Linked DNA regions of Mus musculus: all the other regions are linked to region 2. A link is a contact called in public Hi-C and promoter capture Hi-C data. All regions are on one chromosome and are shown on one strand. The core of a region is the stretch at or near the end of the contact, and the rest is flanking DNA. Distances in the headings are between cores, read along the strand shown. Region 1 has its middle 16 kb from the start of Zfp941. Region 2 holds the start of Olfr525 (olfactory receptor 525). Region 3 holds the start of Olfr45 (olfactory receptor 45). Region 4 holds the start of Spef1l (sperm flagellar 1 like).

What was found. Promoter capture Hi-C pulls out the DNA fragments that hold promoters and counts their contacts. Hi-C and Micro-C count contacts between places; a contact is called where the count stands out from the background.
Region 1: a Hi-C map of Th2 cells shows a contact between it and region 2, with 2.4 times the contacts expected there. The contact joins the enhancer-like site here to the promoter of Olfr525 in region 2. A contact is called at or near these places in 12 of 39 promoter capture datasets (the 3T3-L1 cell line, cranial neural crest, embryonic stem cells and 5 more), 1 of 15 datasets of contacts at CTCF or cohesin (CD8 T cells), 5 of 484 Hi-C or Micro-C datasets (the HL-1 cell line, Th2 cells, cortical neurons and 1 more), 1 of 115 datasets of contacts at active chromatin or transcription factors (CD8 T cells) and 1 of 9 other capture datasets (adipose tissue).
Region 3: a promoter capture Hi-C map of liver shows a contact between it and region 2, with 4 times the contacts expected there. The contact joins the promoter of Olfr45 here to the promoter of Olfr525 in region 2. A contact is called at or near these places in 7 of 39 promoter capture datasets (cranial neural crest, embryonic stem cells, hippocampal neurons and 2 more), 1 of 115 datasets of contacts at active chromatin or transcription factors (CD8 T cells) and 3 of 9 other capture datasets (adipose tissue, liver and macrophages).
Region 4: a Hi-C map of Th1 cells shows a contact between it and region 2, with 3 times the contacts expected there. The contact joins the promoter of Spef1l here to the promoter of Olfr525 in region 2. A contact is called at or near these places in 1 of 39 promoter capture datasets (cranial neural crest), 1 of 484 Hi-C or Micro-C datasets (Th1 cells) and 1 of 115 datasets of contacts at active chromatin or transcription factors (memory CD8 T cells).

What each region holds. Positions count from the first base shown.
Region 1 is chr7:140,803,594-140,809,345 of GRCm38.p6, forward strand. It overlaps a transcript of Zfp941 not described here. Among named protein-coding and RNA genes, the nearest start is that of Zfp941, 16 kb to the right of the region's middle. Within about 2 kb of position 2,393, at least 32 of the 459 cell types and tissues checked have an H3K27ac peak or open chromatin away from gene starts, as enhancers often do. A contact at or near this core is called in Th2 cells and epiblast stem cells, where this site is marked.
Region 2 is chr7:140,321,385-140,326,793 of GRCm38.p6, forward strand. It overlaps Olfr525 (olfactory receptor 525), which reads left to right and starts at 1,317. Exons shown (of 1, transcript NM_146956.1): 1 at 1,317-2,246. The coding sequence starts at 1,317. The coding sequence ends at 2,246.
Region 3 is chr7:140,687,442-140,693,011 of GRCm38.p6, forward strand. Olfr45 (olfactory receptor 45) reads left to right here and starts at 3,443. Exons shown (of 1, transcript NM_146963.2): 1 at 3,443-4,478. The coding sequence starts at 3,466. The coding sequence ends at 4,401.
Region 4 is chr7:139,976,478-139,982,078 of GRCm38.p6, forward strand. Spef1l (sperm flagellar 1 like) reads right to left here and starts at 2,278. Exons shown (of 7, transcript NM_001033465.3): 1 at 2,070-2,278; 2 at 1,557-1,668; 3 at 595-745; 4 at 1-196. The coding sequence starts at 2,205. Adam8 (a disintegrin and metallopeptidase domain 8) reads right to left here. Exons shown (of 24, transcript NM_001291066.2): 23 at 3,483-3,557; 24 at 2,455-3,050. The coding sequence ends at 3,000. It overlaps Gm16201 (a long non-coding RNA gene), which reads left to right. Exons shown (of 5, transcript XR_389973.3): 4 at 14-131; 5 at 520-2,503.

The sequences.
Region 1 (5,752 bases), core at 1,143-3,642, 480 kb after region 2:
AATAAGGAGTATTGACTCTAATCATAATTAACTTCCAATAGCTCAATGGAAGCATTAATATTAGGGTCACAGTTCTCCTGGGAGTAAGAGTGGTGATTCATGGTAACCTCAGGGTTTGTGTATGTGTATAAGCATGTATGTGTATATAAACATCTTACTGAGGTTAAAATTGACTACTTGTTTTTACGCTTGGCTGAGTTAGAGGCTGCTAAGTGACACCCTACCAAATACAGCAGGCAGGCAGACAGACAGACAGACAGACAGACAGACAGACAGACAAAAGAATCATGTTGCTTTCCTCCTGAAAACATGTAGGGAGCTGACTGAGAAGACCACCATCTCTTCCTTCCTTTTCTTCATAACAACTATTAACGAATTAAAATTTTTAGTTTCTGACATTATGGCTTTAAAAAAAAATCTTGAGCCAGAGGTGATGGTGCACGCCATTAATCCCAGCACTCAAAAGGCAGAGGCATGTGGATCTCTGAATTCGAGGCCATCCTGCTCTACAGAGCAAGTTCCAGAACAATCAAAGCTAAACAAAGAAACCCTGTCTTGAACACAACCCCCACAAAAATAAAAATAGAAGATAAAGGAAAATCTTGAAATCCTCAGGTTTGTTTCCCTTTGACTCTATTATCTGGAGCCCTGCCTCTGTTCCACTAATTGCTCCATGGCTCTTAGCACTGGGAGGTCAACCGCACTGGTACACTAGATAGCTCTTTATACCGAAACCGTGCAAGAGCTAATCCTCCCCCTAACCCCACACACTAACCTAAACCCCACGCCTCCCAGTGATGGTCTGAATGAGCATGGGTCCTGTAGGCTCATGTCTGAATGCTTGCTCCACAGTTTGTGGGATTGGGAAAGATTTCTCCTTGTTGGAGAAAGTGTGTCACTAGGGGTGGTCTTTGAGGTTTCAAACACCCTGGTCAACCCCATTCCACCAAAAGCCCATCCTCCTCCCCTTGCCTTTGTGAATATGGAAGTAACTTTTAGCTACTGCTCCAACACCATACTGACCGACAGCCATCTTCCTGCCATGGTGCCATAGACCCACCCTCTAAAACTATATGCAATACACACTCTTCTGTGGGTTGCCTTGACCATAGTGTTTTGTCACAGCAATAGAAAACTAGTTCTACCACGAGGCTTGACCCCATACCTAGTCCTTGTCCCTAGTACCTTAACCCTAACCCTCTGTCACTAACCCTAATCCTCCTAACCTTCAAGGCTAAGCCTAAGTAACCCTAAACCTAACCCCTAATCCTACAAACCTAACTCTAACCCTAACCGTAAAACTGGGGAGTGAGAGTTAGATCATTGATGGATGGACAGAGAAGGAAACAGAAAACGGTTGCATCCTTCCATCTCCTTCTTCACCCTCTTGACTGAGACAAAGGCCTGGCAGTCTCTTTCTCCCATCACTATCCCCCATTTCCAGTTGACTGTCCAGGCTTGTCAGATAAGCTCAAGGTTGAACCTGAATGTATTTACCCAAAGCTGTGGGTCTACCAACTTCTCTTTCTTTGTTTCAACTGACCAATCTGAAATTAAGGAACTAGGGTTCATCCCTGGCCACAAAAGACTCTTAAGACTCCACTCCTGGCACTCAGGAGACAGTGAACTTCAGCTTCTAAAAACCCCATTGTGTTCTATGTGTGCATTCCTGTAGACTTCTTCATCTTTAATAACACTTCTTAACCTTTTGCTCCTGTGATGTGTCTGAAATTCTCACTGCTGCTACCTGCTGTGCTACCTCAAAACTGTACCTACCTTTACTTTTTAAATTGGTAGAGAAAAGAAACCCGATCTAGACCCCTAGACAGTAACTTTTGGGGGTCTCAGAGTCAAGGGTTTCTTCTAATAGCTACTCATCATGAAAGGATAGGGAGAACTGCTGAACTTTCAGAGCCTCCCCAGTCCTGGGATGGATGTGTGTCTGGCCGCCGTAGAAATCCCAAGCTGACTTATTTCTCCCTTATTTCAGGCAGGGGTCCCCCTCAGTCTTTAGATTCAAGGTGGTTTAGGGGGCAAGAGAATTTTTTTCAGATAGCTCTGACCTCTGGAACTGCCCCTGGAGTGGGCAAAAAGGTCTTCGGGAGACTTCATGAGTGTTACCCACAGGAGACTGAATTCTGTTACTTATATTTTTCCTCATTAGTGGTGAGATCTTTCCTCTTTGTAATTATCTCAGCTCTAAATCTAAATCAATCAATAAAGCAAAGCAAAGCAGCCAAGACTATTCAGTTCTTTAAACCAAGCCATTGGGTAACTATCACGGACAAAGGTTAGCTAGCTCCCCCTACAGGCCTAAACTCAGACTAGCCCTGCCCCTTGATGACTGCAGCCTTCAAGAGAGCTGGCCATGCACCACCACTAGGCAGCATAGTAGAGCTGGCCCTGGTGGCATAGGTGACAGCTGGCCCAAATGGTATAAGCATGGGAGAGCTGGTCCCATCCCTTGCCTGGGCAAAGCAGGAGACCTAGTGGCACAGGAGAGCTGGCAGGCTGAAGAACTAACTCAGCTACCACCCAGGCCCAGATCCAGGGCTTTGAGTTAGCCCACCCCAGTGCCTTCCCCATGATCATGAGAAAGGTCTGGTCCTGCAGAACCAACTCTGCAGGATCCCATGTCACAGGGCAACAACAGAATATCCTAGAGGACTCCTGGTGAGGATCCAGTACTGATGGTGTAGCAGAAGCCAGAGGCCTCAAACCATAAAGCTGTTTGGGCATAAGGGTATACTGTGTGACACACCATGTGACACTGCAGCTTCCTCGGTGAGGTGCTGTTTTGGTTTTTGGTTGTTGTTGGTTTCCTTTGGGAAGGTAGGTTGTAAGGGCAGAGGGCAGATATAGAGGGACAGAGGCATAAGTGGGACTTGGGCGCATGAAGTGAAATTCACACCAAAAAAAAAAAAAAAAATCAAAATTTAAAAAAAAAAAAAACACTTGAGATTCCCTCACTGGCCTTAAAGAGGCTGATCTTAAGACCACCTTCCTACAACGTAAGTGATCCTCCATGACACCGAGACAGGGCTTATACAGACTCACTGGTAGGCCAAGAGGATCTGTGATGGATGCTGCTGCACAACACAATCTCTTGGGGAAAAAAAAGAAGAAGAATGGCTGTCTCCATTGTCACCAGTAAAGACAGACAGCCTCCTTTAAAGATATTTGGGCAGCCATTATCAGTTGAAAGCAAACTACACCCTTTGGTTTCTCCCTCATGTGATCCATCTTCTCCCTTGTCCTTTCTGCAACCTCAAAGAGGTAGAGACAAATAAGGAGATGCAGAGCAGGAGTGACTTCCCCTCCGTCTGTTCCACCTCGGACATTACACACTTTCACTGGCTGACCAGGAGCTTCCAGAGGGCATGTCTGGCCAATCGGTCCTGCATCTTCCTCCTGGCTAATCATTTCTCCAGGCCATTGATTGAGATGCCTTGGGTCCTGCTCCCCTCTAAGTTTACATCACCGCAAATGATAGGACCTTAAATCATCGCATTGCTTCCAAAGGAAGCGTCCCACCTCTGAGGCTGAAGGTGCTTCTCACGCTCATCTTTCCATTCATCGATAAGACGAGAAGGGAAGTAGTGTACTTGCTGGAATGGAAAAATCAGGGATGCCGGAGGTATCTGGTGGGGACCAGAATGACAAATGTGGGTGACCAGAACAGCCCTAACTGTTCAGGTACTACGTAGACTAGGCTGGCCTCAAACTCAGACATCCATGTCTCCCTGTCTCCCTTGTGCCAGGATTAAAGGCATGCAACTGCCACACCCAGCCCAGGGGAAGCTCTGAATGATACCACCCTTCAGTTGCTTGTTCTGTAAATAAGGAAATCTGTCTGAAATCCCCTGTCCAACTCTTTATTTTCCTTCAAGTTCACCCAGAACTCAGTAGAAAATACAGAATGGACTCAAAGACGACAGCCCAGAGCTGTAGTGTGCTCTAGCCCAGGCAGAAATGTGAAATGTCAGAAATAAATTAGGAGAAATTGCCAATCAGTAAAAAGTCCTCGGACTGCTAGCCTGATCTCTGGAAGGGCCATGGCCCCAGTACCCCACAAATCTGTGCCCACTCTCTTAAAGTGCCTGTCTGCTGACCCTCCCTCACATCCCCCACACTCCCCCACACTCTCTCACTTTAAGTGTCAGGAGACAGATGGAACGCATAGGCCCTGCCTTCTGTACTTCTCTCACAGAACTGAGCACTGGCAAAGTATACTGAGAACCAAGGGCAGTTCATTCAATCCTCTTAGCAAATAAATTAGATAGATGAATCACCAGTTATTAGAACTCTAACCCCTTTAGAAGAGAGATGGGGCTGTTACAAGTGAAAAATTATTTCACTGCCCATTGGGACTAAAGATGAGGACTTCACAGAATCAAAATGGCATCTGTGAAGAACGGAGAGGAGACTGTCTTTCTTGTGGAATTCGGGACCTTTGGAAAGCTAGGGTTAAGCCTCTGGGTTACACGCAGTTATCCCACACAGACTTCAGGAAGATGAGGTCTCCATTGTTTCCTCGGATTACAGGAGGCTGGAAGGAACCATAGTGGGAAGTCATTTGCATTTTCTTTCGTGTCAGTAATTACCGTATCAAGATAGGTAAGCACCAAACCCATCCTCAAAGACATGCACGAGCTGTTTATCTCTTCCATGGGTTGCTTAGTCCTAAGATTAATCATTATATTATAATAGCTATATATCTCAATGTAACACAAACCCAAAATTAGTGTACATCATAGGACTCAAAGCATAACATATAAAAATAGAGGTTAAAATTGTACAACCACTGAAGACTCAGAAATCAAGTCTATATACTATCTCTCCCATAATTACTGTTTCAGCAATAATTTTAAGCTTTAATGAAAATAAGAAAATGATTATTAGAGATATCTGCTTACCTGGTACAACGCTGTCAACATGCTACCTGGAGCCTCCAGTAGTCTAATGCCCATGCCAGAACAATTCACTCACACATGCACAATTCCATACCTCTTTCCTTCTCCTCTGTATGCCCACCCCCTTCTCTTTCTCTTTCTCTCTCTCCCTCTCTCTCTCTCTCTCTCTCTCTCTCTCACACACACACACACACACACACTCTAATCAGAGTATTATAAAATCTTGGAAATAAACTAAGGCTAAAAGCTCTACAGAATTAGTCAAACAAGATACATTAATTTAAGTGCAAGTAATAGGTTTTTGCTTCCATGAAGAGGAAGTTTGAACTTAAAAAAAATGTATCTTGACAGAATACAAAAGGAAAAAAAAAATCCATCTTTTGCTGGTTGTTGTCAGTGCACATGTTTAATCCCAGCACTTGGGTGGTGGAAGCAGGCAGATCTCTGTGAGTTCAAGGCCAGCCTAATCTACAGAGTGAGCTCCAAGACAACCAGTGCTACATAGAGAAACCCTGGAAAAAAAGAAAACAAAAAAACAGACAGGAGTCATCTTCACTATTTATACCTGTGAGCACCCCCTGGTTGCCACTAATGATATACAACTCTAACAAGTTAAAGACTGCCACACATCCTCTCTATATTGGATCTTTTCAATAATTCTTTTACATTCACCAAGATCTAAAGTTCGAAAAAGGTGTTACTTTACATTAGTGAACTGGAGTGAGCTGGCTGGCTGGCAAAGGCATCTGCCACCAACTTGAGAACTTGAGTTTGATCCCTGGGACCCATGTGGATGAAGAACTGAGTCCTCCAAATTGTCCTCTCATTCATACATACAT
Region 2 (5,409 bases), core at 67-2,566:
AGAAGCAGACAGTTACTAGGGTTGAGATGTAGACAGAGGGAATTTGGGGGGTTCAGTTGAGAGGCCCTGCCTTCTGTATGAGGCCCCTGGGATCTGCAGGGAAGGCTCACAGATAAATCTTTCCTTTTGTGGGCACAAGTATGGGTCTTGAAGTTTCTATGGGTAGCTTAGCTCTTCAATAGGAGGGGTTGGGGAATCATAGGCTCAGGTCCTTCTCTTAAGTTCACCCTGTAGGAGAAAGACCTTGATCTGTGCAATCACAGGGGGAAAGTGTCTTCCTTGTTCAGCACATACCCTTTGTGACTTCTTTGTTTTCACATACCCTTTGTGACTTCTTTGTTTTCATGTAGCCAACATCCCACTCATGGAGTCTCCAGGATGGGTGTGGGCCTGCTCATTCCCATCAGATAGTAGAAAGGGGCAGAGCTCTTTCTCTGCATGCTGATCAGTTCCTATTCTTCTCTACCTGAGAGGCCCATATGCTTGGAGAGTCCTGGATGATTAGAGATATATGTGTATAAGGTGAGGGGAAGATAGACTTGAAGCTGGGTAGGAGTGATAGCCTAGAAATTGGGGGCTGGCGTGAAGCCAGGTCCATGCCTTTCATGTTGTTTCCAGTCCTGGCACAGCCTGATACCTTCTCTGGCAGGCACAAGCCTTCCCAGGGTAGTGAGTGATACCTGTTGTCCTCGCTGGGTTTGTCATCCTCAAGGGAGTGATTTAGAGTGGCCACGTAGAAATAGACAGTTCTGGTATTTACAAAAGGGTTATATTCATTCCCCAAGAGCCAGGGCCATCTGTACCACCTACATGCCATTCTGTAACAGCTTCGTGTTCTGAATCTATCACGACCCCAAAACATACATCCTGGAACTGTTTTTATGCCTGCCTCTGAGAACCCTGGCCCACTCCTTGATAAGGTTGGTCTTCTCTAGGTTCAAAAGGTCTATGCTGTGGAACAGACTGCCCCTTAGTATGCCTTAGCTGCCTGGTGTACATGCTGAAAGGAGCTCCAGTTCTCAGAGTATCATAGGGCATGATCTATGTTAAATCAAACAGAAGCTGTAGATGGATATTGCCCATCACAGGCAGGGGTTCCTTCTGTTCTGGGTCTACTGTGTACAGAGTGGAGAGTTCATGCTCACACTGTCACACTGTGTTGAGAGATGATGTTATCAATTCTACAGAAACAGAGCATTGAGAAGCACTCCTACTCACGGCTGTCTGAACCCAGTGTGAAATGATGGCTGCCTCACACCTGGTGTCTCCTTGACCATCCCATCTGTGTCACAGTAACTCCCAGGACTCACTCTCAAATGGAAATAAACAATTACACAACTGTGGTGGAGTTTGTCCTGCAGGGACTCTCTGAGGACCCTGGGCTCCAGGCTCTCTTCTTGGCCTTTTTCTTGCTTCTTTACATCCTGGCTCTTGCAGGAAACACCCTCATCATCATAGCCATCAGCCTCAACTCAAGCCTTCACACCCCCATGTACTTCTTCCTTGCAAACCTGGCCCTGTTGGACATCGTCTGTACATCCACTGTTCTTCCCAAGCTGCTGGAGGGTTTGGTGGGTAAGAGCAGCCACATTTCTTATAAGGGATGCATGACCCAACTCTTTTTCCTGACCTGGTTTCTAGGGGCTGAGCTGCTGCTGCTCACTGCCATGGCCTATGACCGCTATGTGGCCATCTGTCGCCCACTGCACTACAGCATGCTGATGAGCTGGCCCATCTGTGTCCTGCTCGCCGGCAGTGTGTGGGTCATCAGTGCAGCCAGCACATCTGTGCACACTGGCTTGATGGCACGACTCAATTTCTGTGGCCCCAACCAAATTCGTCACTTTTTATGTGAAGTCCCAACACTGCTGCTTCTGTCTTGCAGCCCAACCACCCTCAACAACATCATGATTGTCATTGCAGATGTTTATTTTGGTGTGGTCAACTTTCTGTTGACTATGATATCCTATAGCTTCATCATCACCAGCATCCTGCGCATCCGCTCCACAGAGGGCAAGAAGCGAGCCTTCTCTACCTGCTCTGCCCACCTGGTGGTGGTTGTCCTGTACTACTCCACCGTCATCTACACCTATTTGCAGCCTGGCTCCGGATCCTCCTTGGAGAATGGCAAAGTAGTTGCTTTATTGTACACAGCAGTCAGCCCTACCCTGAACCCCGCCATTTATTCTCTAAGGAACAAGGATGTCAAAGTTGCCCTCAAAAAGTTATTTCCCTGTTTCCAATGAGGAGGCAGAAGGCAACAAATGTGACTTGATCAAGCTGTTGATGAACTATTTGGGATGTGTGACTGAGAATCTGATGTCCTGTCAGAGAACAGATAGGTAATTCATATGGATGTACATCTTCTGTGCTCTCATTGGAGGAGCCACTGGCCATTTTCTTTTGGAAGTGAGGACATCCAGGTTTGGGGTAGGCTGTGTGTTTATATCCTGGGTAGCTATCTCTTACGTAGAGCTTTTTGGTATCATGCATTGGAGAAAATCACCCAGACCCGGATATTGGACTAAGTCCTCTTAGTTTGGACTTGAGAAGTGTGTCTGGTGGCACCATGGTCCTTACACCTCTGAGAGGAGAGAGAACAAGCAATATGCTTCTCATACCAGCAATGCCCAGGAAAGGTGTGGGTTGACACATCTCTTCTTCTCCAGTTGGGATGCTTTGCTGTCATAGTAGAGGATGCCAGACTTTTCTTGGTTTGGACAGAAGCTTCTGCAGACTGAGTAGGAGTTCAATCTCCCTCTGGCCTCTGAATGCTGTTGCACACTGCATCCTCCTAGACTCTCTTCTCACCTCTACACAGTCTCCTCTGGACTATGATAAACACTGTGTTGTTTGATGCTGTTGCTAGCATCCTCCAAATGTACAGTTGCCTTGTGATTCTTCACCTCTGAATCCTTTGCTGTGGCTGTTTTTTTTTTTTTTTTTTAAGACCTTGATTTCTTTGCCAGTCACTTGTTCCAAGACACTTGTCAGAGTCTTTTGTTTTGACCCACTCCCTGCCATGTCATGATTGTTTTCTCTCTTCAAGGGCACACTCATGATCCTAGGAAGCCTCTATGAATGACCCAATACTCTCCACTCAGTATACAAGCAGACGCATGTACAACCACACCTGTTAATGTCAGTGGTGTTCATGTTCTCAGAGATCAGTCCACAGAAAGTAGCTTTTTTCTTTCTACCAAGCAGGATGTAGAAGTCCACATAGGTTATCAGGCTTAGCAAGCACCTCTACCTGCTGAGCCATCTCATTGGTCCTACATATTTGGTCCTGAGATGTGTTTTCTACCCTGTATCCAGGGTTTTAATGTCCACAGTTCCGTACTGAAAGAATTCAAGCATAGTGAATTGGTCAGGATTTAGCCGGGCAGCTGTGATCTTGTACCCACTGCTCTGCTGTTGAGTTCTTGCTCTATATCCACTTCCTAATTTATTTATGCACATGCCCCTCTACTTTACTCATTTCAAAACAAGCTGCAAACATCAATTAATTCATTCTCCCTTAAATAGTTTCATATGCGTATTAGAGGCAGTCATTTGTTTATAGGTTTTTCTGGCTTGGGTAAAATTTTCAGACAGTGAAATGAGTGACTCAGTGTATCACTTACTGAGTTTTGGCAAATACACAGAGCTATGCAATGCAAGTCTCCTAGGAGAGTGGAGATGGTAGCCTTTAATGTAGGATGTTTTACCCAGGGCTGTTCTACATGTTGGACTTGAAGTCATCAGTGTCCTTTCTGGTAGTCATTGCTGCCTGATATTTCAGCTGCAGGTCGATTTTGTGTGTTATAGAACTTTGTACACACGGCGTCATGCAACACACATTCTTTGACATGTATGCTCTTTCATAGCACAGTGTTTTTTAATTTTATTTATATGTATGAATGTTTTGACTGGATGTATGCATGTGTACCACAAGCATGCCTGGTGCCCTTGGAGGTCAAGAGAGGGTGTTGGATCCCTGGTTGAAGTTACAGATGACTCTAATCCAACATATGGGTGTGGTACTACAACCCAGTTCATCTGCATGAGCAATAAGTGTTCCTAGGTGCTGAGCCATCTTTCTAGCCCAGAAAAGTATTTTAAGTATTCCTTCCTGTTATCATGCATGTGTAACAAGTACTGTGCTCTTTTCTATTTTGGTGAGCAGTAGATTCTAAGGCTTTATCACACTGTATTATCCAGCTTCTTTCTATAGATAATCATCAAAGTCCTATTCCATGCTTTTCTTTTTCTGTAGTAAGTGACTGTGAATGGCTTTGTGGGGTCTCAGGGTGTGTGTGGGCTGAGTTTTGTAAGGAAATTATCACCGAGGTTTCATCCTTTTCATGCTCATCAACAGTGAATGGGGTTTCTACTGGTATTTACCACCACCTACATTCATTGATAGAAAGAAGTTCAGAATTGAAGTCTAACTATCCCTAACTCCTGAGAGGCTCCTGAGAGGCTCCCTGCTGCTTTAGGAGTGACACTGGCATTGGGGGTGGCTTGCATTGTTCTTTACTGCAGAGGTGCAGCCCTACAAACTACCCCAATTATTGCTTCACACATCTGTTCTGCCCCCCCCCCCCCATGCTCATTAACACTCCTGTTGATTTCTTTATTTGATGTGTTGCTTAGGAAGGCATTACTTAAACTCTAAATATTGAGGCATTTCCTGTTGGCATTGTTATTGATTGCAAGGAGGCATGAATTTGGCTTGATCTAGCTTCCTTAGAGTCAGTTGCTCCTGGAGCACTCTGTGCCTTTCAGTTCCTGATAAACCATGGGACTCTTTCAGGCAGTGAAGCATTCAGGCTCTGTGTTTCCTGGAAGTCAGTGAAGCTCCACAGGACAATTACTCTGAGACATTAATATTGAATACTCTGTATAACATGCAAATGTTGTTGTGGGAAGCCACATGTGCCGTTGCAGAGTGGCGCTGGCTATTGCTGGCCACCACGAATAAGTTTGGACAAACAACCAATGTGTACATATGCAGTAAATCTTTTTGCCAAGACACTGCCTGGCCCGAGCATGACAATGAGGTTTTGAGAGTATAACCAATCAGATGTGAGACATGCAAATAAGGTATGATAATGAGGTTCTGTGAGGTACTGAGAGAGAGTAACCAATCAGATGAGGAACATGCAAATGAGGTATAGTGCATAACCAATCCGGGTGTGACACACGCCTCTCCTAGGCCTATATAAGCAGCACCAGTTCCGGGCTCGGGGTCTCTTCGCCACTGCAATCAAGCTCTCCCAATAAACTTGTGCAGAAGGATCCTGTTGCAGTGTCGTTACTGCTGGCCAGTCCGGCACGCGCAAGATGTTGTGTCTTGGCAACTACAATCATACTCTTCCTGGCAACTGCCATTATACTCTGTCCCTGATAGGGGTATCCAAAGTC
Region 3 (5,570 bases), core at 2,193-4,692, 370 kb after region 2:
CATCCTCTGCTACATATGCAGCTGGAGTCATTGCTCCCTCGATGTATACTCTTTGGTTGGTGGTTTAGTCCCTGGGAGCTCTGGGTGTTCCGGTTAGTTGATATTCTTCTTCCTATGGAGTTGCAATCCCCTTCAGCTCCTTCAGTCCTTCCCCTAGCTCTTTCATTGGGGTTCCCAGGCTTAAACCGATGATTGGTTGCGAGTATCTGCATCTGTATTGCCTAGGTACTTGTAGAACCTCTCAGGGAACAGCCATAGCAGACTCCTGTTCAGCAAGTGCTTCTTGATGACAGCAATAGTGAGGAGGGCTGGTATCTGCAAATGGGATGGATCCCTAGGTGGGGTGGTCTCTGGTTGGCCTTATTTTCCATCTCTGCTCCATTTTTTGTCCCTGTCTTTCCTTTGAACAGGAACATTTCTGGTTAAATTTTTTGAGATAGGTGGGTGGCTCCATCTCTCAACTGGGGGCCATGCCTATCTATTGGAGGTGGTCTCTACAGGTTGTATCTTTTGTTTTGGGGGGTATTTTGGCTAAAGTCATCACCATTAGGTCCTGGAAGAATCTGGGTAACCTGGAGTCTAGGACTTTCTAGTGGCTAACCCCAGTCCCCCATCCCCCACTGATACGTCTTTCTATTCAATTTTCTGACCATCTGTATTTCTCTTCTGTCCAGTCTCTTTTGTCTCTTCTGTATTTCTTTCCAGTCCTGATCCTGCTCCCCTTTTCCTTCCCCCTACTCTCTTACTCCCAGGGCCCTCCCTCCCTCTACCTACTATGATTGTTTTGTTTCTCCTTCTATGTAGGATTGAAGCATCTACATTTTGGTCTTCCCTTCTTTTTAAGCTCCATATGGTTTGTGGGTTGTATCGTGGGTATTCTGAGCTTTTGAGCTAATATCCACATATCAGTGAGTACATACCATATGTGTTCTTTTGTGTCTGGGTTACCTTAGGATGATATTTTCTAGTCCCATCCATTTGCCTGTGAGTTTCATGAAGTCACTGTTTTAATAGCTGGGTAAATTATGTAAATGTACCACATTTTCTGTATCCATTTCTCTGTTGACAGACATCTGGGTTGTTTCCAGCTTCTGGCTATTATAGATAAGGCTGTTATAAACATAGTGAAGCATGTGAACTTAATGCTTGAACTACCATGGTCCTGTTCAGAAAGTCTTTTCCTGTGATAATGAGTCACATATTCTATAATTTCTCCTTTGTCATTTTTAGGGTGTTTGATATTATGCTGAGGTCCTTGGTCTAATTGCAGCTGAGTTTTGTACAGGGAAAGAGAAAGTGACTAGTTTCATTCTTCTACATGTAAATGTCCAATTGAACCAGCACCATTTGTTGAACATGCGATTATTTCTCTAGTTTGTTTTTCCCCCCGCTTGTTTCTTTCTTTCTTTGTCTGTTTACAAAAAGTCATGTGTCCATAGATGTGTTAACATGTTTCTGGGTCCTCAGATCACCCCAAGGACTATATTTCTCTGTCACTTCTTCTAAGGTGCATTATTTAAGAATAAGTTAGTTATTTTCCACATAGTTAGATTTGTATAGATGTGTTATTAATACTAAGAAATTTCTATCATATATCACATGTCTATTACAGGTTTTGATTATTTTTTTAATCTTTCCCTTAAGCTCTGAGGCAGGTGTACAAAGGAATGGAAGCAAATAAAATTGATTACATGTACTATTGAGGGAGTATTTTACAGTATCAAGTATAGATGAATTAGATAGCCTGATCAAGAAAATCTCAAGAACATTATAGGAATTTGGTTTTGAACTTCTGTTTCAGCAGAACCTTGAGCAATACTAAATATGCATTAACATTCTCCAGTACAATAGAATGGGGAGGAGGAGACATGGTCAGTCATATCAATATTCATATGGTTCCAAAGGGTAAATACAATATTTCTGTAGCTATAGTTTGAAATGTAGAAAGATATAATCAGCATTCATAACTAAATAAGAGAGAAAATAGATTGTGAGCCATACTATGAAAATTATGTGAAATAAAATGTGAGCAAAGAAAATGAAGGGTTATACAGCAAATTGGGGAGTGGGTTATGCCACTGCACTCAGTGAATGAAACATTTCACTGGAAGACTATTGCAAAATGAAGAATATTTCCAGATGAGGAGCACTGAAAATAATTTCCAAAACAGATTTCTAGATAGGGTAGAGTATATTCACATATACGCTCAGACAGGAACTTATGGAAAATGCTAATGAAGGATGTTAGATGAGTCTACTGTGTCAAGCTATGGAGTGTTATTCACTGAAAGACTGGGGAAACATGGTGAGTTTTGCTTAGGGCAGAAGTCCAGTTATCTTAAGTATACCATTGGTATCCCTTGAGTGGTAGAGAAGGAAACTAGAAATGATGGAAATGACAAGAACCCAGAAATTATGAAACTACTGAAGACCTTGAGAATGTGAGTTGTAAGAATGGGGAAGCTATAGTTGCACTCATTGAGGATCAGTTAGATTAGAGAGGAAAGAGGGTAAAGAACACCATTCTCTTTGCTCAGCATCTGGACACTAATGAGGATCTATCAAGGGAATAGATTACACATGAGAAAATGAGTCAGAAAGATGGAGCTGAGCTCCATGGAAAAAGTATCTGGAGTCACTGTGTAGCTGAGGGTGAATTACTGATTAAAGATACTGAAACTACAAGAAACATCTGTAGACAGTGGTAATGACTTCAGCTGTGGGTATGTTGACTTCAGTGTTCAATGGGGTTCATTAAGACAGAAGAGCCCCATGAGCAGTTTAGGTTCATAGGGCTGGGTTTTAAGAATGTTCTTTGTGGTCATAGATTCAATGTTGGGTAGAGTCAGAAGACTTCCAAATACAGAAGATACCAATAACAGTAATTAATTCAGAAAATACATGGCTACTTGGCCATGGGGGTGCCAATATCTCATTGAGATGGGTAGTTGGACAACCACTCCAGATATCAGAAGAGACAAAGTGCCTGTCAGCTAAGGAGGCCAAGTGTAGAAACAAAGACATAATAATCATCTCAGTGTATCTACCTAAAATTCTCATCAGGTGGAGAATAGGAGATGTGAAAGTAAGGGGTACAGCTGGGTCACCAAACACTGTCCCCAGAGCACAGGGCTTAGTAGCGATGGAGAAGAAAAGCATAGGCAAGTGCTGAGTAAAGGATGCTTCTCCCTTTCCGAATGTTCAAGATCAGAGAAGAACATAGGTTCCCCTTGATAAAACACTATAGGGGGAAAGTTACTATGTGAGAAATAAGAGAAAATGAAATATATGTGGCTTTCCAATGGTGTGGTACATACAAGAAAAGACAAGATGCTTTCATGAAGGAAATACACTCACTCCTTCCCTTTCTGACAGCAGACAGTTTGGATCCAGATTTTGAAGAGGTAAACTGTGGCATTTTATAGGAACCTGAAAGACATAGCAGTGGACCCCATCCTCTCCTTGATGATGTTGAGACTCAACCAGACAGAAGTAACAGAGTTTGTGCTGGAAGGGTTCTCAGAGCACCCTGATCTAAGATTGTTCCTGATAGGCTGCTTCTTGACCCTCTACATAATGGCTCTGATGGGCAACATTTTGATCATCGCTTTGGTTACCTCCAGCACTGGGCTCCACAATCCCATGTACTTTTTCCTGTGCAACCTGGCTACCACGGATATTTTGTGCACCTCCTCTGTGATTCCTAAGGCCTTGGTTGGCCTAGTGTCTGAGGAAAACACTATCTCCTTCAAGGAATGTATGTCTCAGCTCTTCTTCCTTGCATGGTCAGCATCTTCTGAGCTGCTGCTGCTCACGGTCATGGCCTATGACCGCTATGTGGCCATCTGCTGTCCCCTGCACTACAGCTCTAGGATGAGCCCACAGATGTGTGGGGCCCTGGCCATGGGTGTATGGTCCATCAGTGCTGTGAATGCATCTGTGCACACTGGCCTGATGACACGGCTGTCATTCTGTGGACCCAAGGTCATCACCCACTTCTTCTGTGAGATTCCCCCACTCCTCCTGCTCTCCTGTAGTCCTACATATGTAAATACCATTATGACTCTTTTGGGAGATTCCTTTTTTGGAGGCGTCAATTTTGTGCTTACCTTGCTATCCTATGGCTGCATCATTGCCAGCATCCTGCGCATGCGTTCTGCTGAGGGCAAGAGGAAGGCCTTTTCTACCTGCTCATCCCACCTCATTGTGGTCTCTGTGTACTACTCATCTGTGTTCTGTGCCTATGTCAGCCCTGCTTCCAGCTACAGTCCAGAAAGAAGCAAAGTTACCTCAGTGTTATACTCGATCGTCAGCCCAACCCTCAACCCCCTCATCTATACACTGAGGAACAAGGATGTCAAGCTTGCCTTGGGCAGAATATTGGCCTCTTTCTCACATTAAGTGGAGATGTGCAGGCTTTTCTTCTGGCCTGTGCTGTTCCTAATCACACTTTTCTAAGAGCAGATTCGTGGGGTGTGGTTTATTTATCTCTGCTTTAGAAAGGCTTTGCCTGATGCAAGGACTGGACCATTCAACTCACTGTAACCTTAAATACACTAAAATTCTTACTGGCAATGTAAACAAAACACTCAAGCTTTACTTCCTTATAAATACAAACTATTTCAAAAGTAACTAAAGTTTACCTAAATGGAGGTGCCACTGGCCACTGGATGATTTTCAGTGAGTGTCAATAGTGATTGTCACAAAACAAAAGCATTTCATGCAGGGACTCTGCAAATATAACAGGTGCTTGTTTCAGAGCTATGACTAATCAATCTAAACTTCATAATGAAACATGAGGGGCCAGCATGGCCACAAGTTGCATGTCTTGGATTCTCCACTTCACACTTTTCTATGAGCTCTGGGAGTCAGATGGTATGGAGAAAGAGATAATCTATGGAACTGAGGTAACATTTAAGTTTCAAAATGAAGTCACATATGTCACAAAGCATACTTACGACCATGAAAACAATCGATCTTTCATGGGAAAGATTATTTCCAGCAAAGAGAAATGGGGAAACTAGTTTATTGATGACATGCAAAGCATAGAGTGGAGCTTTATTCACACTATAAATAAAAATTAACCAAATATAGATCATAGACGACAAGGCTAGGTTAAAACCTTCTTACTCATACATCATTTAATCTTCTTGTTTTTCTTTCCTGCAACTCTTCTAAGGTCCTAACTACCCACTTGCCTACCTACCCAACACCCACACCTCTCTTTCTCTTGCAACAAAATGCACAAAATGCAAACCAATAAAACAATACCAATAATACCAAAACAAAACAAATGCACAGAAAATGAAGTCCTTTATACATTGACCAATTACCCCTGACTCAAACACTTCAGAACAATGAGGAGGCAGCAGGAGGAAGGAAGAGGGTGGAGACGTGTATCTATAGTAACTGTTGAAAGAATGGTGCAATGCCACCTCAGTGGATAAAGGGCAGCTTCTGCAGGAAATGCTGCTGAAAAGATGCTGTATCCTTTTCAGACTAAACACGTTCTTGGTCAACCTACTTCACTATTCTTCATAAATGCTGTACCATACCAGAACTTGTGGTGA
Region 4 (5,601 bases), core at 1,028-3,527, 340 kb before region 2:
CCTTCTTTTGAAGGTTTGGGAGTTCAACATCATGGACCCAGCTTTCGGGAACAGAGTGGTGCTCTCCACCGGAGTCCCAGAGGGGTTCTGACAAGCTGCTGTTATCCACATCAGGATCTTGCATCTTAGAGGTATGTGGGTTGGGGGTAAGATCCCGCCAGGGTCGGACAGCATCCACAGCAGAGTGTCTTGGATCCTGCAAAGTACAAAAGTTGGGGAGTGAAGTGTAGCTGGGCTGAATTTGTTTGGTCATTACAAACTCTGGGTGGGGTTAGTATGGAAACTGGAGAAGAGCGGGAAGCACTTGGGTTGGTTGTACTTGGAGCAACTCTTAAGTGTTTTCACTGCCCCAGGGTAGGTGGATTTGGCTGGAAAGGAAATTCGGGAGCCCCCCCCCCCTTCCAGAAGATCAGCAGGAAAGTCAGGAATGAGTCTAAGTGAGGCCTGTTGCCTCATGTATGGACTTCATTTCTTTTTGGACCACAGGGACATTCATTTCTCTGTTTTATTCTCACACAGACGGATTGTCTGACTGAGTGCAAAGGGCAGAAGGCACAGCAGACTTGCATGCTGAATTGATGTGCAGACACTTACAGCTGTACCAGCTGAGCCTACATGAACAGTCCTGGCCTCCATCTTCTCCCTCAGTGCACATAGAATAGACTCGATAACTCCAGGCCTGTTGGATACCACCCTTTGGATATCATTATCTGAGATACACAAGTGCAGCTTGCGAAAGACTTTCCTGCAAAGAAGGTAGGAGCACATTCTCAAAGCAGTACCATCAAGGACTGGGAGTTGAGCCCTCCCTGAAGTTCTATGCTCCCTGCAATGCCTTCCAGCCACTGGGCAGCATCTTGCTTTCTCAGAGAGCCCCTTTGTGCCCTGCACTTGAGTGGCGCATGGCTATCTCATTCTTGGCCTTTGGAGCTATGTCTCAGGAGATCGCAGAACATGGGGTGCTCTATCAGGCCATGTTCTCTGCATTCATTCTCATCTCTCTACTGGCTTGCCCTCGGTAAATCCTGTTGAGACAGCTCAACAGTACCTGGAAACCTGCAGCTGGGCCCTCTCAGCATGATCATCTCCCTTGAGGTCTCTTTTCATCTCTTCCCTCTCAAACATAAGCCCATGAGATTAGACCCAGGCCTGAGCCCAGCAATGTTTCTATTCCAATCTGAGCCAGTCTTTTGGGGGTGCCCACACAGGTTCTCCACCTTGCTCTGCTCAGACACTTCCCGAGGGCCCTCTGTGATTGGACTACATCAGACATATCTGCCCGACTCTGTCCTTGAGATCACTTATTATACACAGGCAGAGTCTTGTCTGAGGACATTTGGGGAGGTGAAGTAAAACTCTACTGATCCGTAAGGGAGCAGGCTAGCTGATAGGCTGCCCTAGCACCCCCAGGAGTGGTACTAGGGGTACTAGTGCCCTAGTACCCCTGGTTGTGGTACTCTTCTATAGGCAAGGACCCACAGTTAGGCAGTCAGAGACCCATGGCTGGAGAGAGCATCCCGGGGTCAACCTAGGTGGGCTGAGCTCCCAGGCCTTGCCTGTTGAGAAGGCTCCAGTTGCTCAGCTTCTGGTCTGTACTGCAGGCTGGGACGTAGCTGTGCAAGTCCACCAGCCGAGGGCGGAAGTGCTTCACAATCTCGGCCACCAGCACTGTGGGAATGCGAGGGGAACTTGGCTTGCCTGGTCAAGACCCTGGGTTGCAACTGTAATCCCTGACCACATGAGATGCATGGAATGGAGTGGGAAGGACACGAGCTTTTCCTGGGGAGCCCATAATTGTCCCCGAGTCTGGCACGGCACCTAGACTCCAGGTCAGACCAAGTGGTAGGATGGCCTGGGAAGCTAATACAGCGTGAGAGCCCAGGGGGAGCTGGAAGAGCCACAGGAGGCCCTGTTTGCTACTACCTTTCCTAAGGAGCACGAGTCTGGACTCAAGAACCGCTCCGTTCCCCCAACACCCACACCCGTACTAGGGGGCTGGAGGCAAGGGTGGCCCTCAGCTTTGAGTCCTCTTCATCATCCGCCCCATAGCGCCTCGCCCTCACTCGCACCACCATCACTGAAGTCCCGAGCCAAGTGGCGCTTGGGGCGGCTGAGTGGGAGCCGGTCCAGCCAGGCGCAGAGGTTATGAATATCCCCAGGCGTTGGCAGGAACGAAGCTGAGCTCGGCTTGGAAGCACTGAGCATGGCAGAGAAGTGGGTGTGCAGCAGAGAAACACAGCGGAAGAAACCTGGCGGGTTTGGACCGTTGCTGGGAGACGCGGCACAGCCGGAAGGGGCGGGGCCCTAACCGCGCTGGTCCCTCCCTCGATCCCAGGAAGGATTGGTCCTCCTGCACGCCCAGAGATCGGGCTGAATCAAGGTGGATGGTTAAAAAACGAAGGGAGATGGTAGGTGAAATTGTTTGATCTGGTGTAATAAAAACAAACTGCCATGTAGAATGTGATCTATAATCTATTGATAAAATAGAATCTTTATTAGTGAATAGTGTTTAGTCATAATTTCAACAACTAATCTGTTTCAATCCGGAGATGACGGCAACTTCTTGTCCCAACACCCCAAGAACGACGTCTTTTCCTTTCCTAAGTCTCATACACGAGTGGGATGTAGATACAGGAACTGTGCCTTGGAGAGAGGTCACTGTGTGAGGGCCAGTGCAGAAGTTGCTGGGAGGGGACTCCTGGCATTCTGTCCACCCAGAGACAGACAGACTTGATCACGCCCACTGCAGGGTACACCGCCCCTGCCTAGCAACTAGCATACGCAGATGTATGGTCTAAGCTGGCCAAGGCCAGTGAGAGGCCACTGGTTCATGAGGGCATCTGGACAGCAAGAGCCACAGAAAGATTATTCCTGAGGTAGGAACAGCGTGTGCAGGTCCAGCCTGGGTGGTGGTTGTGGTGTTGCTGAAGGAACACATTTATAGGAGCAGTGGTATCTCCAAACGTCCACAAACGATGGCCCTGGGGTGCCCTAGCTGGTCACCTCTTCTGGATGGGGACCTTCAGAGCAACCTTTGGCTCACCAGCTCCCTGCCAAGAAAAAAAGGAAATCGATATTAAAGAGGACCTGATAAGAGAGAGGTCCAGCTGAAAATACCCATTGCCAGTTCTTTAAATTTAGACTTCCACTTCCCCTAACAACAGAATGGGCCCGACCTCACAAGATGACTGTACTAGCATTTCATATATACTGTAGACTAGCCATATGAAAAGGAAAATTCCATAGCCCCCGAAAGCCGCAAGCACTGGAAAGTTCTGGCAAATTATAAAGCAGACATCAAGCCTGTTATTGAGGATTTTTTTTTCTTTCTTTTTTTTTTTTTTCAAATGTCACTAAAACTTACCAGCTAAGAAAATGAAAACAGCCACTCACCCTCCGAAACAGTGCCACAGTCAGCAGGAGGGTTCCTGCAAGATGGACTCCCCCTTCCCCTTCCCCTTCCCCTTCCCTCTGAGGCTCACCTGAGTTGCTCCAGGCACCGTCCCTCCAGTCCCGGGCTTGACTGGTGGTGTCGGGGGTGCAAAGGTTGGCTTGACCTGGGAGGAACCAGACACAGCTGACTGAGAGCATCTCCTAAGTAGGCCAAGTACGGCCCTTAGCTTCATCCTGAGGCTGTCCTGCTCAGCTCCAGCCTAGCCTGGAAGGCTTCTGTCTGCACGCAGCTCAGTAGGAAACATCTGCATGGCCTCACCGCTAGGAAGATAAAGCCCGAACCTGGCAGAGCTCCTCTTCTTGGCTAACTGTCCCAGCCAATCATCTTGCGGCCTCCCCAGTATCCCACACATTGCCCTGAAGCTTTCAGAACATGGGTCTTTAGAAGCTCAAAAGGAAAGAATTAACTAGGAAAACCCGTTTTGTTTCCACATTGTTAAAGAGGATGGTAACATGGCATGATGGGCTTTAGACACATTTTTCCCTCCCCCCCCCCCCCAGCTTCCTTTCATCCCTGCCCAGGATTCCCGTACCCTGCTCCGTTCTGCCTGCCGGGACTGTGACTAGGATGACATTTTCTTCCTTTTCTTTCTTTTCCTTTTGTTTTGTTTGAGACAAGGTTTTTCTGTATATCCCTGGCTATCTTGGACTCACTCTGTAGACCAGGCTGGCCTTGAATTCAGAGATTCAATGGTCTCTGCCTCCCAAGTGTTGGGATTAAAGGGATTTTTCAGCTCTTATATAAGTCTGAAATTAGTCCCTGGCCGGACACAGTGGTGCATGCTTTTAATCCCAGCACTCAGGAGTCTGAGGCAGGCAGAACTTTATAAGTTTGAGGCCAGCCCAGTCTACATAGAGGCCAACCAAGGCTATATAGTGATACCATGTCTCAAAAGAAAAAAAAAAAGTAAGAAAAAGAAATAAAATCATCCTCCTAGCCCGCCCCCCCCCCCAAAAAAAAGGAAAAACAGAAAATCACACGTGTGATGGCTCATACCCATAAAACCATTACTCAGGAAGCTGACTCAGCAGGACTGTCATGAGCTTAAGGGCCAGTGTGGGCCACATAGTGAGTTCCATAGCATTTAAAATAGGCTACAGAGTGAAAGCCTATCTAAAAAAACAAACCAAACAAGAAAAACAAGAACAAAAACAAAACAAAAAAAAAACCAGGGGCTTGTGAGATGGCTGAGGGGGTTAAGGCGCTTGTCAGCATGGTGATATGGTTCAGTCTCTGAACCATGTAAAAGTGGAAGTAGACCAATTCCACACGGTTGTCCTCTGATCCCTTCTTGCATCCTGTGATGTGCATGCACACGCCACAACACACACACACACCACCACCACCCCCATACTAATGATGATAATAATAATAATAATAATAATAATAATAAGAAGAAGAAGAAGCAAGGGCCACTGAGATTGATCATTTAGTAGGTGCTTGCTGCACAAACCTGGTGACCTGAGTTTGACCCCAGAACCCAGGTAAAGGTCAACCTCACAGAGTGGTCCTCTGATCTTCACATGAGCGCCATGGCACACGTGCCCACACACATCATGCACACAACAATAAACGAAACAAAAAAGCAGGGAAAAAATCACTATAGCATAAGACAGTGGCAATTGTTAGTGTTTAAGTGGCAAAGATTCCCGGGATGTAGGATTATTTTTGTTTGTTTGTTTGTTTGTTTGTTTTGTTTTTTTCGAGACAGGGTTTCTCTGTATAGTGCTGGCTGTCCTGGAGCTCACTTTGTAGACCAGGTTGGCCTCGAACTCAGAAATCCACCTGCCTCTGCCTCCCGAGTGCTGGGATTAAAGGCGTGTGCCACCACACCCGGCGAGATGTAGGATTTTAAGTCTCCAGATGATCTTGGAGGTAGTCATTCATCTCTCTCTCTAGGCATCAGTTCATTCAACACAAAGATAGCTCTCGGCATGGAAATCATAGTCGTTCAGTCACTTCCCACTGTAATTACTTCCCATGCTATTCCTGCTGAGAGTATGTCACCCACATCCACTTACAATAAGAAGATAAGTAGACAAACTGAGGGACTCTCAGAAGACAGCAAACTAGCACCTTCAACACGAGAATGTGCACTGAAAGCCACTTGTGAGCCACAAGTGCCCAGAAGAGCTGATAAGATTCTC